Linked DNA regions of Mus musculus: regions 2 and 3 are each linked to region 1. A link is a contact called in public HiChIP or PLAC-seq data. All regions are on one chromosome and are shown on one strand. Each heading gives the region's core, a stretch centred on a gene start, on an enhancer-like site or on the middle of the called end of the contact. The rest is flanking DNA. Distances are from core to core; before and after follow the strand shown.

The links. HiChIP or PLAC-seq counts read pairs in DNA pulled down with a chosen protein or histone mark.
Region 2: a contact with region 1 is called in an H3K4me3 HiChIP or PLAC-seq map of forebrain, with 2.7 times the contacts expected there. The contact joins the enhancer-like site here to the promoter of Cd200 in region 1. A contact is called at or near these places in 2 of 39 promoter capture datasets (the C10 cell line and macrophages), 2 of 15 datasets of contacts at CTCF or cohesin (CD8 T cells and the NIH/3T3 cell line), 3 of 484 Hi-C or Micro-C datasets (Th1 cells, Th17 cells and forebrain), 7 of 115 datasets of contacts at active chromatin or transcription factors (CD8 T cells, forebrain, memory CD8 T cells and 3 more) and 3 of 9 other capture datasets (adipose tissue, embryonic stem cells and liver).
Region 3: a contact with region 1 is called in an H3K27ac HiChIP or PLAC-seq map of regulatory T cells, with 4 times the contacts expected there. The contact joins the enhancer-like site here to the promoter of Cd200 in region 1. A contact is called at or near these places in 8 of 39 promoter capture datasets (3T3-L1-derived adipocytes, the C10 cell line, cranial neural crest and 5 more), 1 of 15 datasets of contacts at CTCF or cohesin (CD8 T cells), 9 of 484 Hi-C or Micro-C datasets (B cells, CD4 T cells, CD8 T cells and 5 more), 9 of 115 datasets of contacts at active chromatin or transcription factors (CD8 T cells, bone marrow-derived macrophages, fibro-adipogenic progenitors and 5 more) and 3 of 9 other capture datasets (adipose tissue, liver and pancreatic islet).

What each region holds. Positions count from the first base shown.
Region 1 is chr16:45,406,667-45,411,563 of GRCm38.p6, forward strand. Cd200 (CD200 antigen) reads right to left here and starts at 2,387. Exons shown (of 6, transcript NM_010818.3): 1 at 2,190-2,387. The coding sequence starts at 2,201. It also overlaps the pseudogene Gm5406.
Region 2 is chr16:45,242,847-45,247,743 of GRCm38.p6, forward strand. It overlaps Btla (B and T lymphocyte associated), which reads left to right. Exons shown (of 6, transcript NM_001037719.2): 4 at 1,307-1,465; 5 at 3,405-3,451. Among named protein-coding and RNA genes, the nearest start is that of Btla, 21 kb to the left of the region's middle. Within about 2 kb of position 2,330, at least 32 of the 459 cell types and tissues checked have an H3K27ac peak or open chromatin away from gene starts, as enhancers often do. A contact at or near this core is called in forebrain, where this site is marked.
Region 3 is chr16:45,259,484-45,264,380 of GRCm38.p6, forward strand. No RefSeq gene overlaps it. Among named protein-coding and RNA genes, the nearest start is that of Btla, 38 kb to the left of the region's middle. Within about 2 kb of position 2,033, at least 12 of the 459 cell types and tissues checked have an H3K27ac peak or open chromatin away from gene starts, as enhancers often do. A contact at or near this core is called in Th1 cells, regulatory T cells and regulatory T cell precursor, where this site is marked.

The DNA of each region.
Region 1 (4,897 bases), core at 1,137-3,636:
TTCATTGATCTAAGGTTCACAACTAAGTCACTACTCTTTAGGAAGTAAAGAGTGAGGAGCTCCCTAAAAGGATACAGCCCCCACTCTCCTTCCCCCTTTTCACGCATACCAATACCACCTTCTAAAAGGGCTGTGCCCTGGGGACTTCATCTATTTTTTTTCTCCCTATTGTTGAACCTATTCTCCATTTGTTCTTATCATGTAGGATAGCTGGAAAAAACTCTAGGCAAATGTATCCTCTGGTTCCACAGCTAGGGATCAATACATTTTACTTTATCTCCAGCTAACAGATTGTGGCGTGCTAATTCTACACCATTATTTTTAACCACTATGCCTTTCTCTCTCAATGAAGCCCAAGCCCTAGCAAAGGCTGTAATAAGAAAATGCAGGGATATCTGGCTTTTGTAGTGAAAAAAATAACAGTGTTATAGGACAAAAGAAAAAGCAGATGCACACATCCTGGGGATGGTGAAAACCAAAAACACAGGGACTGGGGATCAGGGAGTCAAAGGATAGGCTTCACTATGAAAAATTCACATCATATTTATTATATTCTCCTTTAGTTCATGCCAGGCAGTGGTAGGCTTTCTGTTTCTCAGAAAGATGACGTGGAATTGCTGGGCGGTAACCAGGGAACACTCCAGTCTAGAATGAATCCAAAATGTATTAGGTAAGACACATTATTTAACCTCCCTGGAGCCTGGGGGTGGGGCGGGGCGGGGCGGGGGGAAGACATCAGTACTAATCTCAGGGTTAAATGAAACATAGGTGGGAAACTGAAAAATCATAATGCTTCAATATCTGAAACTTCTGAGTACTGACAATGTTATAATGAAAAATTCCACACCTGCCATCATGTGATAGTTATAGTCATCAAGAGGAACTGTATAATCATGGCATTATCTGAGGGTGTGTGTGTGTGTGTGTGTGTGTGTGTGTGTGTGTGTGTGTGTGAGAGAGAGAGAGAGAGAGAGAGAGAGAGAGAGAGAGAGAGAGAGACCTACATGAAAAATGAATGAATTTCCTGTTTAGTCTGGAGTCCCACTCCCAAGAGATCTTATTGTGCATATGCAAATATACAAAAATCTTTATTAAATAGCATTTTTGAATGGTAAAGATCCTAGGAGCTTGCCTACTGCAAACCCAGCAAGTCAGTGCTGCAGCAATATCACAGGTGTGAGGTGACAATTCCACGGTTAAAACCCTGAAGACAGTGCCCAGAATTTAACGGATGCTAAAAGATTAACCAATCAAGAATTAACTAGAGAGTCCAATCATGAAGATTCAAAAAAAAAAATCCTCCTACAATTCTTATCAAGAAGGTGGATGTTCATTAGCTCCTGGGTCTTAGCTGACAACTCCACAGCTGCTAGGTGCATAGCCCCATTCCCCTATTCTTTCTAGGTCTGATTTTGTACCTTATTTCATTGCAGCCACAGAGACTTGGAGAGAAAAAAAAGAACCTCTCTCTCCGATTCTTTGTAAAACAGAAAGCAATTCCTTGTTTGAACATTAAGAGCATCTAGCTGACAGATCCACATTCCTCTTTGTTAAGAAAGGTAACACAAGTCGGTCTTTGTCAGCCTGATGAAAAGTGGTACCTGGGGTTTAATTGCGTTTAGATTCGCATTCAATTCTACCAATTCCGTGTGTATAAAGAATAAGGCGTATGACCACCCTTCCTTTTAAAATTTTCTGCCTTGTAAACAGTACCAAAGACTCAAAATGTCGGCCTCTCCTCTAAATACCTTGGCATTTAACAAGACCACTAAGCTGTGGCTTGCTCGCTGCAGTACTGCTAGATGCTTCATGGTTTCCTAGGCAAGGAGCAGAAATGCAGCAAGAGAGGGGGTGAGAAAGAGAGCAAGCGAGATTACTAGGCTACACCCCTGCTGCAGGTTAAGGACCAACATAGGGGACGCAAAGAGCTACTCCTCCCCTTCTGGGAGCCATGGAGCTCAGGCCGTGTTTTCGCAATGGAATCGCAGCAAGGAGCAAAGCCGCCCACCCTAGATACACGCGTTCCCCGGGCTTTCTCCGGCCGGTGCCTCCTTACAGAGCTCCGAGCCCCGGATACCACTTCTCCAAAGAACAGCTTCCTTGCTTTTCTCGCAGGCTCCACTGGCTTCTGAGAGCCGCGGCTCCAGATCGCCCATTCCGCCCTCCTTCGCATCTCAGATTCCACTCACCAGACTGCCCATCCTTGCTCTGGGCCGCAGCTAGACACCAGCTTCTCGGGGTCTGAGCTCTTCCACGATGGAGGATATCTCCGCAACACCTGTGAGCAGGGACACTACTATTCGCCGTAGAGAGAGCCCCCTCCACTGCACAGGCAGACTCTACAGCTCCTCTAGTGTGGAGGAAGAGACGACCAACCAACCACGCCCTCTACAACCTCATCCCTAGCCCCTGCCCCCGCCCCCGCCAGGTTCTCGCCTTTTAGAGTAATATAGCAAAAATGTGAAAGAATCACTCTATATTTTTTTCATTTTAGATTTATTTATCTTATTTTACATGTGTATGCATGTTTCGTCTGCATTCCCATCACTGGCCTCTCTCCCGTGCCAAATGGCAGTATAGGGTGACGTAGTCCATACAGAAAAATCAGAGTGGGAACTAACTTGAGTGGACAGTAATTTGAGTCAGAAACCTGGTGCATCCTGTGGTTCTGTACAGCAAAAGATAAACACGGAGAACAGAACAATAGTGTGTGTGTGTGTGTGTGTGTGTGTGTGTGTGTGTGTAGGGGGAAGGTAAGGAGCTTCATACAGACACCCTGGGGGAAAAAAAAAAGGAAAACTTTATTTTACGATTTGTTATATTAAAGGCCAGTGCGAGTGTGTGTGTGTGTGTGTGTGTGTGTGTGTGTGTGTGTGTGGTTACCAGGTACCTCATCTAGAGCTTTAGAGGTCCTAAGGGCTCAGAGTTACCTGTGAACACACTTCCTGAAAACCCAAAAGCACTTTCTTTCTGCTAATCAGATTGTCCTGCAGTATTCCTTAAAACAGATGAGAACCAAGGGACAGATCAAATGAGTCACAGGAAGCCCTGGAACTGAGGTTTTTCCTTGATGAAAGCTTTACAGAAACGATTGACTATATTGGTGACATTTCTGTTTCTGTACTAGAGTAGAAACCTGTGGAAAAAGATTTGTTGGGCTTATAGCTACAGGAGGAGAGTCTCTAAGTGACCAGGAGGCATGGTACCAGGCTGCCAGAGAGATCACATCTTCAATCACAAGTATAAAGCAGAGAGAGAGAGAGAGAGAGAGAGAGAGAGAGAGAGAGAGAGAGAGAGAGAGAGAGAGAGAGATCGAGAAAGAGAGAGAGAGGAGAGAGAGACTTGGGACCTACAACTGAAGGTCACCCTCTAAAACCTGACAGTGGGACCCATTGCTGAGGTCAACTTTCATTCAGCTCACTGAACATAGAGAGGCTAGAGCTGAGGTTTGGACTCTAGACTCTAGTCTCTCTGGTGTGAGAAGGTATTCTACAGACCATGAAAAGACAAACCTGGACACTAAACCTGCCTCTAAATCCTCTACCCACAATATGTCCTGCCTATGAGATTTTAGTAGAAAATGTGAGGGAGTGACCAACCAATGTTTAGTTTAACTTGAGGCCCACCCTATAAGAGAGAGCTTGTACCTATATTGCCTGGATGGTCAAGAACCAGATAATGGAAAGCCCAGAGTCCTAGGGTAGAACCAAACACAGCTGGGGAAAGAAAGAAGGAAAGAGAGAGAAAGACAGAAAGAAAAAGAGAAAGAAAGAAAGAAAGAAAGAGAGAGAGGGAGAGAGAGAAAGAGGGAGAGAGAGAAAGAAAGAAAGAAAAAGAAAGAAAGAAAGAAAGAAAGAGAGAGAGAGAAAGGGGGAGAGAGAAGAAGAAGAAGAAAAAATGGAAGGAAGAAAAGAATGATTCTTAATGACATTCTGCTATACTAATAGATTGGGGCCTTGACCAGCTGTCATCAGAGAGGCAGCAACAGATAAAATCTGGTTCAGAGACCCACAGACAGACATGTGGAGAGAGTCTAAACCAAAGGTCTTCCTCAAGTCCCTTCCCTCTGACTGCATCCTATTCCTTCTCAGTACTCTCTGCTGCCCAGATAGCACACATACTCTACCTTAGCCTCTCGAGTACTGGGAATACAGATGTGAGCAACCATGGGAGGTTATTTTTTATGTTGGTGCCAACAATACTCTTTTCTTATAGATGGCATTTCATAAGTATGCATGAGGACGTGTGTTTGTGTGTGCAAGTCATTCTATTGGGGTACCTTTGAATATCTTTCTCCTTGAAGCTTTCTCTATTCTTGTTATTTTATTGGTATGTAAATGACACTTTACTAGGCATTGTTTTGCCTTAAATCTTCTTAAGTTTGAGCAGTAGATTTCAAGAGCTGAGTTATACAATAAGAGAATGAAAAATGGCATGGGAACCACGGGATCCTTAGGTTATGTATTATATCCAGACTAACAAAAATTTTTAAAATAAATATTCTAATAAATGGAAAAATTAATCCACATGTAGGCTACAAGATGTATGAAAGCACAAATAACTACTAAATCTATTATTGTGTAAAATTTGCATATATCAACTATTAAATAATTCACACAGACCTATATGGAAAGGAATCTTGATTAGAAAGTAAGATTATGGGGTGGGGATGGGATAGGAGGTTTTCAAAGGGGAAAGCAGGAAAGGGGATAATATTTGAAATATAAATAAAGAAAATATCTAATAATAAATAAATAAATGTTGTGGAAAAAAGAAAGTAAGATTATGAGAGGTAGAGAAAATTATGCTAAGCTGTATGTTTGACAATGTTTAAAGATGACATTAAAAATGAGCATATGGGTAGGAGCGGCGCTTGAGGCCTGGAAGCGTTCCGTGG
Region 2 (4,897 bases), core at 1,080-3,579, 160 kb before region 1:
TGCCTGCCCCAAGACAACTGTGTGTGCCTTTGGCTGCTTGCCAACCTAAAGAGCAGCTGCAGTACATTTGCCACCATTCTGTGTCACTAAACTATATGCCCATTGTATCCTCCCCATTTTTCCCTGATTGTTTTTACCCTCAAAGAATGGATCTAGGGGGAAAATCCAATGTAATCCAATACTTTCCTTAACTGTTTTTGATACTGTGTTAATGGGGACCTTAACTCAGAATCCTCGCACATAAAAAGCAGTTTCACAAAATCCATAGATAGTTGAGTTGCTTGATTGCTGTGCTGTGGTGATGGAGCGGTATCCTGTGTGATTCAAGGAGTTTGGCAAGCTCCTGGGCTCTCTTCACTAGATGTAGATCATCTCCCACCTTGTGATACCAGAAATGTCTCCAGAAACTACCACATTTCTAGGGGATGAGAAATTTTATGGTTGAGAACCCCTTCAGTATGCATTCAGATAATTTCCAGTTTACGTTATATCATTTAAAAACCACTATCTTGGGCTGGAGAGATGGTTCAGTGGTTTAGAGCACTGACTGCTCTTCCAGAGGTCCTGAGTTCAAATCCCAGCAACCACGTGGTGACTCACAACCATCTGTAATGAGATCTGATGCCCTCTTCTGGTGTGTCTGAAGACAGCGACAGTGTACTTATGTATAATAATAAATAAATCTTTTAAAAACAAACAAACAAACAAACAAACAAACATCCCCACTATCTTTGATGCACTGAGTTGTAGATAAAAAAAAAAAAAACTCCTAAGTTTCAGTCAACCTTGATCATACAGTGGCCTGGTGACTGTTAACACTGATAGGCGGAAATGAGCACTGACTAGATGTCAAGCAAAGCATCCTTGGTGGAAATGGAAGTATTTGCTGTTTGGAGGTAATAGCTTATGAGAGGAAGCAAAAGCACAGCATCAGGAAGCTGCCTGACTGGTGGTCCTTCCACCATCCACAAACTATCTGACTTAGAGCAGTTTTTGGAACAGTAACATTCTTCTCAGGTTATAAAGCTGCATAAAAAAAGATGGCTTCCCAAGGTACTGAAATAAATATATAAACAAAGTGGCCTGGCAGATCGGTTTGTTAGAACTGTTATGGAGATCCTTCTACAAATGACTCATCCAAGAAGAATGTGAGACCATGACAAAAGATTAAAAATAGCAGGTTGAGGGTCCTGGGACCACCAAAGGAGAAATTAGGGCTTAGCCTGCACATTCCGTCTGTGGAATCACAGCAATACAAGGGGTGTTGCCAACTCTAATGTTTCTCAGACTTTTTAACTGTGTTCAGCAGTATCTGACATCCCAGATGCCACCAATGCCTCAGGACCATCCACCATGGAAGAGAGGCCAGGCAGGACTTGGCTGCTTTACACCTTGCTTCCTTTGGGGGCATTGCTTCTGCTCCTTGCCTGTGTCTGCCTGCTCTGCTTTCTGAAAAGGATCCAAGGTGGGTTGCAATTTCCCTTTGCCCCATGTGCCACACATTTGGGGTTCTTTTTCTAGGGCCAATAGAAATAACAATAGCTGGTTATTGTTTTCTTTCTGGATAAAGATTCTCAGGGAACTACTAGTTTCTACTAGAAAACTGAGTGGATCGATTTAAGCTCCCACCAAGCATGATAAAGCATACTTACCTCACCACAGTGCTAGCCAAGGGTTGTGGCTAAGCATACTCCAGGCTGGAACTTTCTCATTCTATATACACCAATCTTAACTGTGTATAAGAAGGCATTCTCCTAAACTTTAGCTAAGTCAAAGGACTGGTTGTAGTAATGTCTTGAATCAACATGTCTAATTTGAGATGTTTGGTTTCATCCCTTTCCACAGCTATACCACATAATTCCAGTGTTACACACCCTATCTAAATAAGGAATCATTGTCCCAGAAGGAATTCATATGTGTATGTAGTTTCTATTGCTATAAACACATGCTTGAGTCAGTTTTTTACTCAATAACACTGCATTTGAGAATGTGACTTGCCTATAATGAGAGATGTGATATATTTTTAAATTATTTTATTTATTTATGTTGCAAATGTTGCTTCCCAGTATCCCATTCAAGAGTTCTGGTCAGACATGTGATATTCTGAAGACAGCTGGTTTTTTTTTTTTTCCTTTGAAGTTATGTCTCCTTTGTCACCACTGAGTAGTTAAAATCAGCAAGAGAGGCATGTTGATCTGGTCCATCTATATTCACTAATTCTCTGCTCTTCTCCATGTCTTCCCCTCCCCTTTTCTACAATACCAGCCACAGTGTAGCTATAGAAACTGAGCCGGACAAAGCATCCCTTTATTTGGCTGTTACAAGAAAAAGCTTTGTCTGGGCCAAATTGCTTCTGGCATTTTGAACTAAGTGCTTCTGGATCCCGGAGCTGTCTTAGAGTTGTAAGGAATCCCTCTCTGCATCTGTAACCATGAAGCCCTTTCCACGGTCTTTTTGTGGCTTCATATTTCCTAGGGCTGCTAGAACCTCTCTCTGAGTGATGAATAAGAAACTGGGATAATCTTTATTGGACCTCATATCCAAAGGAAACTGGGAACATGTATATGTGAAGAAGCATATGTGAAATTTTTATATTTTTATGGGTTGAGAATTTCATATATGCATATAGTATATTTTGATATTATTCACCCCACTCATTTTCTCTTATCCCTCCTGAATCCCCTATGGCCCCTCCCCAAATGCATATTCTTTTAAAAAATATATTAAAATCTGCTGATTCCAGTTTGTATTGCTCTATACATATGGTTATGGAGATTTATTGGGAGGTTATATTTATAGTACCAAAGATTATACCACTAAAAGAACTGACTCTATGTACCCTACCAGCCATCATTTGTCATCAGCTAAGGATTACAGGGCTCATGTACTTGGATATTGGCTGGTTTAATCTTGTAAGAAATAACAGGTATTAGGAGTTAGTTGGTACAGCAGTGTATTCATGCCCAGAAGATAGTTTTTCCTCCAGTCTTCTCCAACCTCTGGCTCTTGCAGTCTTTCCTCAATATTACTTGAGCCTTGGGGGACAGGAGTATGATATATGTCTCATACATCACCAAGCCAACAGAAGCACTTTTAGCATTGGTTTAGCATGGAAAATGCAATGACTACAAACCATTTGAAACTGTTTTACTAGGTCCTACTCCTTCCTCTTGGATGTGAAGACTATTATGTGAAGTAGGAAGGTGGGCGGGGGGGGGGGAAGTGGGCATGCGTATGTGCACATACTGAGATGCCAATGGAACATGCTAGCCAAGTCAGTTAGCAAGGTGAAGCTAAGAGTGTGGCTGCTAACAAGCAATGTGCTGGGCATGGGAGGAAGATAGTTCACCTTGCTTTCTTAACCCCTTTTGATTACCTTTTCTTCTCTCTCTCCAATTTTTTAGGGAAAGAAAAGAAGCCTTCTGACTTGGCAGGAAGGGACACTAACCTGGTAGGTTTCAAATATCTGTCTAAATAAACACATTTTTATATTATACCATATGTACTTTTTCAGTAGGTTTATATGACATCACTCACACACACACACACACACGAACTTTCATATAGGCCATGATTGCCGGCATAATACTCGTATAAGATATGAATATCTTGTTATGGAGTAAAGAGACATTGACAGGGCAGTTAATAACTCATGGGAATCAAGGGTCATTTTCAGTGTAGTCAGAGTAAATAAACCCTCACCCACACTATTGAAAGCAGCGAAAATGAAATCCATCAGGGGAACAACCAGGAAAATAGAAAGGGAAGTAGTTGGGAAGAGGAAGGGTTTGGGAGGGTTGGGAAGGGGAAAAGAGAGAGCACTGGAGGGTGAACATGTACACATGTATTCTATACACGATGTATAATTACTACATGCTAACAAAACATAAAAATTAATAAACAGAAAAGTTCAGAGTTCTGATCTTATTTCCCTTTAGGACAATTGTTCTCAACCTTCCCAATGCCGTGACCATTTAATACATTTACTCCCATTGTGGTAACCCTCAACATGACCCTCAGCAAAATTATTTTCACTGCTACTTGATAACTGTAATTTTGCAACTGTTATAAATTGTAGTATCAATATTTTTGGAAGTAGAATTTTGCCAAAGGGGTCTTGACCCACAGGTTGAGAACAGCTATTCTAAGGGAATAAAAGTGGTTGTATAGTAAAGTCCACTCAGACATAATACAGTTACAAGGGTGGGGATTTTGGAATGTGAGTTATTAATCACCTGGTTTTTAAAAAGAGCTTTACAACTGTTAAGCACAATGTGTATGTAACTATGTAAGCACAATGGAGAGATGGCTGCCTCTGTTTAACATCCTTTACTTATCCACCTATGGCCACCCCGTCATAGTACACCACCCTGTGGTACCTACCGCTTTTATGGAGAGCTTCAGGGGCAAAGAACCATGTTCATGCTAAAAGAGTTTTGCATGAGAATGAGTCGTCCTGGGGAAGAGAGCCAAGTCAACTGACCTGACAGATGGAAAACTATTGGAAAGTATAGCAGGGACCTCAGTGATATGTGTAGAATTCATGGTTACTTATCTATTTACTTGATAGTCTTTGGCACCCCACATGCAGGCGCACTTTCTGCAGTGGCACTCTCCATCCTAGCCAGTCCACATTTGTCTCTTTCAGACCTCTAGCCTTAGTGATATTTCTGGGAGCTCACCTCATAGGGAAAGCAGAGAAATCAGCAGTTATTATACATTATGGCTAAGCATGCTTTCAGACAGAGCTTCCCTTAGTAGATATGAGTGAAATCCAACTGCATATGTCACAGTGACACTTACCAAGGACAAGAGGAGTACGGATAGTCAACAATCAAGAACCTGAGAACTTACAAGATGAATATAACTTGTAGAGTCCTGGGGAAATGGATGAGTG
Region 3 (4,897 bases), core at 783-3,282, 150 kb before region 1:
GCAGAAGCAAGAGGATCATAACTCTGAGGCTGGTCCTGGCTATGGAGTAAGCTGCTGTCTCCTAAAACAAAACAAAACAAAACAAAACAAAACAAAACAAAACAAAACAAAACAAAACAAAACAAAACAAAACAAAACAAAAACTAAGAAACAAACAAAAGTATGTCTTAGTTTGTGTTTTGTTGTTATGAACTGACACCATGACCATGACAACACTTATAAAGAGAAACATTTAATCGGTGCTGGCTTACAGTTTCAGAGGTTCAGTCCATTATGAGCATGCTAGGAAGCATGGTGGTGTCCAGGCAGACATGGCGCTGGAGAAGGAGTTAGGAGTTCTACATCTGAATCCTTAAGCACCACTGAGATGGGCTTGACTGCCACCTACTGGTGCACTTCCTCCAAAAAAGTCACACCCACTCCAAGGCCACACCCTAATAGTGCCACTACCTATGGATCTATGGGGCCATTTTTTATTCAAACCCACACAAATACTAACAACAGAAATCCTTCACACATTCTTACTATTCACCAACTACTAAAAATGGTTAGAAGAATAGCTCCTATCATAGATTATGTTGTTTTTACAACTCTAGAGAATTTTTATTTTCTTTGGATGATTTTCTATATAGAGTTTGGGTCAGTGTGATCTCCAAGTTCATTTTAACTATAAATTCTCAGTGTCACTTCTTTTTATTATTATTAGATATTTTCTTTATTTACATTTCAAATGCTAGCCTCTTTCCTAGTTTCCCCTCCGAAAATCCCCTATCCCCTCCTCTTTCCCCTTGCTCCCCAACCCACCCACTCCCATTCCTGGTCCTGGCATTCCCCTATACTGGGGCATAGAGCCTTCACAGGACCAAGGGCCTCTTCTCCCATTGATGACCCACTAGGCAATCCTCTGCTACATATACAGCTAGAGCCACAAGTTCCACCATGTGTTTTCCTTGGTTGGTGGTATCCAAGGAGCTCTGAGTTTACTGGTTAGTTCATATCGATGTTCCTTCTATGGGGCTTCAGTCCCCTTCAGCTCTGTGTAACTTCTTTTAAACTTAAGAAGAATAATGTAAATAATATAATACATTTATTTTGATCTATAGTTGGATATTAAGTTTAGATGTATGCTATTTAGGGCTTTCTATGGTTCACAATTGTGCATTTATGAGCACTACTCTCTACAAGCTACCACTTGGCCATTGTTTTTCCACACATCAAACACTGTCCTAAGAACTTTATGTATACAACTTAAGCCTCAAAGCCACCATATTACATAGGTAGTCTCTATGCTCATTCTACTGGTTAGAGAGCCCAGGCACACATTGTTCAAATAACTTGCCCACATTTTTTTTTTAAACACTATGTTAACTTTGATATTTGTAAATCAAACTGACATGTTAAAGATGGCCATTTTTTTTAAAGATTTTATTTATTTATTTATTATATGTAAGTACACTGTTGCTGTCCTCAGACACTCCAGAAGAGGGAGTCAATTTCATTATGGATGGTTGTGAGCCACCATGTAGTTGCTGGGATTTGAACTCCGGACCTTCGGAAGAGCTGTCGGGTGCTCTTACCCACTGAGCCATCTCACCAGCCCCCATGTTCTTATCATTAATAAGTTTAAAGAGTTAGTTGCAAACTAGCAGACTTGTTGCAGACCACAGGTCTTAGGTAGTGTTTCCACTCCTATGAAGAGACACCATGACCAAGGCAACTCTTATAAAGGCAAACATTTAACTGGGGCTGGCTTACAGTTTAGAATTTCATCATAGCAAGAAGCATGACAGCATGCAGGCAGACATGGTGCTGGAGAAGGAGCTGAAAGTTGATCTGAAAGCAACCAGGAGAGACTGGAATCCCCAAGCAGCTAGGAAGAAGCTCTTTTTTATCAATGGGTGGGGCCTGGGCTCTAGGAGCCCTCAAAGCTCACCGATACACTTCCTCCAACAAAGCCACACCTATTCCAACAAGGCCACACCTCCCAATAGTACCACTTCTCATAGACCAAGCATATTCAAACCTCCACACCCTATGAAGCATCAAAGGAGTCTGGTTGTTCTGGGCTTTGTAGTTGCACAAGAGCTTAGAGTGATGTGGTGCCTTAGAGCTGTCTGCTGAAGCTGACAGGAGTGTTCGCTGAGTCCTGTGTAAGATCAGTAATATTTGCAATTGTTGCTTATCAGCAGGGTGCATCAAAGGATGAAAGGAGTCATTGCCAAGAGAAGTGAATAGCACTACGTTGGCATTGACAGCCTGCTAGTGGAAGGAAAGGGCAGATCATAAGATAGCCATTAGGGTAGGTATGCTTAGGAGGAAACAAATGGGCAGACTCTAAATGGGAGATCTGTGTTCCAAATAAGAGTGGTTGGAGACAAAGCAAATGGCACAAAAACATTTGCCAAGAGCTTAGGCCAATAACATGTGAGTGTGGGGCCCTAACATACTTCCTACCTAGACCTAGCTGCAGACTAGAGAGGACTGAAGTCTCAAGATGAAGCCACTCCAGGCTTTTCTGGAGAGGAGTATTGTGGAATGAGAGAAGGAAGGCTCTTCGAGTTACAGTCCTGAGTGAAACACAGTTCACAGGCATTACTGACAGCTTGTACCACACTCCTCCTCCCCACAGTGAGCAGGAATATGTTCAAAAAACAAATAAAACTGGATTAACAATAATACCAAAGAAGGAAGGAGAGTCTGGGGCATGGTGAACTGCTGAATCAAGCTTATGGTTAAGGGTAAGTCCAATCACCCATGAGCTAAAAATGAACTCCTGTGGTCTCAGGAAAATCAGAGGGTAACCAATTTGATGAACCCCATATGTCTTATGAATGCCTAACTTTACCCTTGTTTTGCTGACAACTCTAAAAGTTCTGGTCTTGTGGCATATGGTTCCATGGAAATCCAAGCAACTTTCAAACAGACACAACCACAAAATCTGCTTATTTTGTTTTGTAGTATTCTTAGTCTGTACTGTAATTTTTTGAGCACTTTGGAAACTCTGACAAACAATATGATCAAAAATATAACATGTCTATACACATTCACACATAGATACACAGACACAGACATTTTCGTGGATACATATGTAAATTTAGTTCAAAAAGTGAAAATTAAAAATTTTTAAATGGCTACCTTTTGATGGAACAAAACAGTGTAGAATAAGCAAAGAACAAAATGAATCTTGCTGGGCATGATGCTGCATGCTTTTAATCCCAGCACTGGGCAGAGCATAGAGGCAGAGGAGGCAGAGGCAGCAGAGACAGGAGGAGGCAGAGGAAGCAGGAGGCAGGAGAGGCAGGGGAGGTAGGGGAGGCAGTGGAGGCAGTGGAGGCAGTGGAGGCAGTGGAGGCAGTGGAGGCAGTGGAGGCAGTGGAGGCAGGGGAGGCAGTGGAGGCAGTGGAGGCAGTGGAGGCAGTGGAGGCAGTGGAGGCAGTGGAGGCAGTGGAGGCAGGGGGCAGGGGCAGAGGTCAGGGGACAGGAGAGGCCTGAGAAACAAGAGAGGCAGGGAAGGCAGGAGGAAGGAGGTAGAGGCAAAGGCAGACATATTTCTCCTAACTCAAAGCTAGCTTAGACAATATAGCAAGTTCTAAGACAATCAGGGCTACATAGAAATACTCTGTCTCAAAAACTGGAGAAGAAAAGAAAACAAGTCTTTTATCTTTTTTTTTTTTTTTTTTTTTTGGTTTTTTGAGACAGGGTTTCTCTGTGTAGCCCTGGATGTCCTGGAACTCACTTTGTAGACCAGGCTGGCCTCGATCTCAGAAATCCACCTGCCTCGGCCTCCCAAGTGCTGGGATTAAAGGCGTGCGCCACCATGCCCGGCTAACAAGTCTTTTAAAAACTGTATTTTGCAGAATTTGACTTTGGAATCATGGTAATTCTTTGCACAGTCAGGTAATAATAATACTTTATGAATAATCTTTAAAATAAAAAAACTCAAATAATCTCAAATTCATGTTGGGTAGATGGCATAGTCAGACAGATAAAATAACTATTTCTAATTATTTAATCAGTCTGATATAAGAAAAATGAATTGGAAAAATATTTTAGTCTACATTTTTCAGAGTAAAACTTTAGAAAAGATGCATGAAGATCTAAAGAGATGGCCAGGCACTGTTGTGTTTGCTGCATAAACAGGAGGTTCTGAATTCAGTCCTTTAGAGTCCATATTAAAAGCCAAGTGCAAAGATAGTATCCTTCAATCTCAGCAGGAGACAATGTAAAAGTTTTTCCTCCTATTTATTAATTGTCCATTTTAGTGCCTGTGGTATTGGTGTTCTTTTCAGGAAATTGTCTCCTATGCTAATGTATCCCAGGCTATTCTCCACCATCTATTCTATTAGGTTCAGTGTATCTGGTTTTATGTTGTGGTCTTTGATCCACTTGGACTTGAGTTTTGTACAGGATAATGACTGTGAATCTACTTGGATTCTTCTACATGACATCCAGTTAGATCAGCAACATTTGTTGAAGATGCTTTCTTAGATGTCCCTGAACTGAAGACTGAATAAAGAAAATGTAGTACATTTACACAATGGAGTTTTACTCAACTCAGCTGTTAAAACAAAGCAAAGCAAAACAAAACTAAACTAAACAAAACAAAACCTGATATCATACAATTTGCAGGCAAATGGATGCAACTAGTAAAAATCATTGTGAGTGAGGTAACTCAGACCCAGAAAGATGAACATAGAATGTACTCACTTATAAGAGGCTATTGGCTATTAAGTAAATGATAATCATGCTACAACCCACAGGCCCAGAAAGGCTAAGTAACAAAGGGGAAGCATGAGAGTCACTGGGAAGGGAAAACAGAATAGACTTTTGTGGGTGGATTGGCGGTGGGTGGGAATAGGAACAGGAGCGAGCCAGTGATGATGAGGGATTCAGGGAT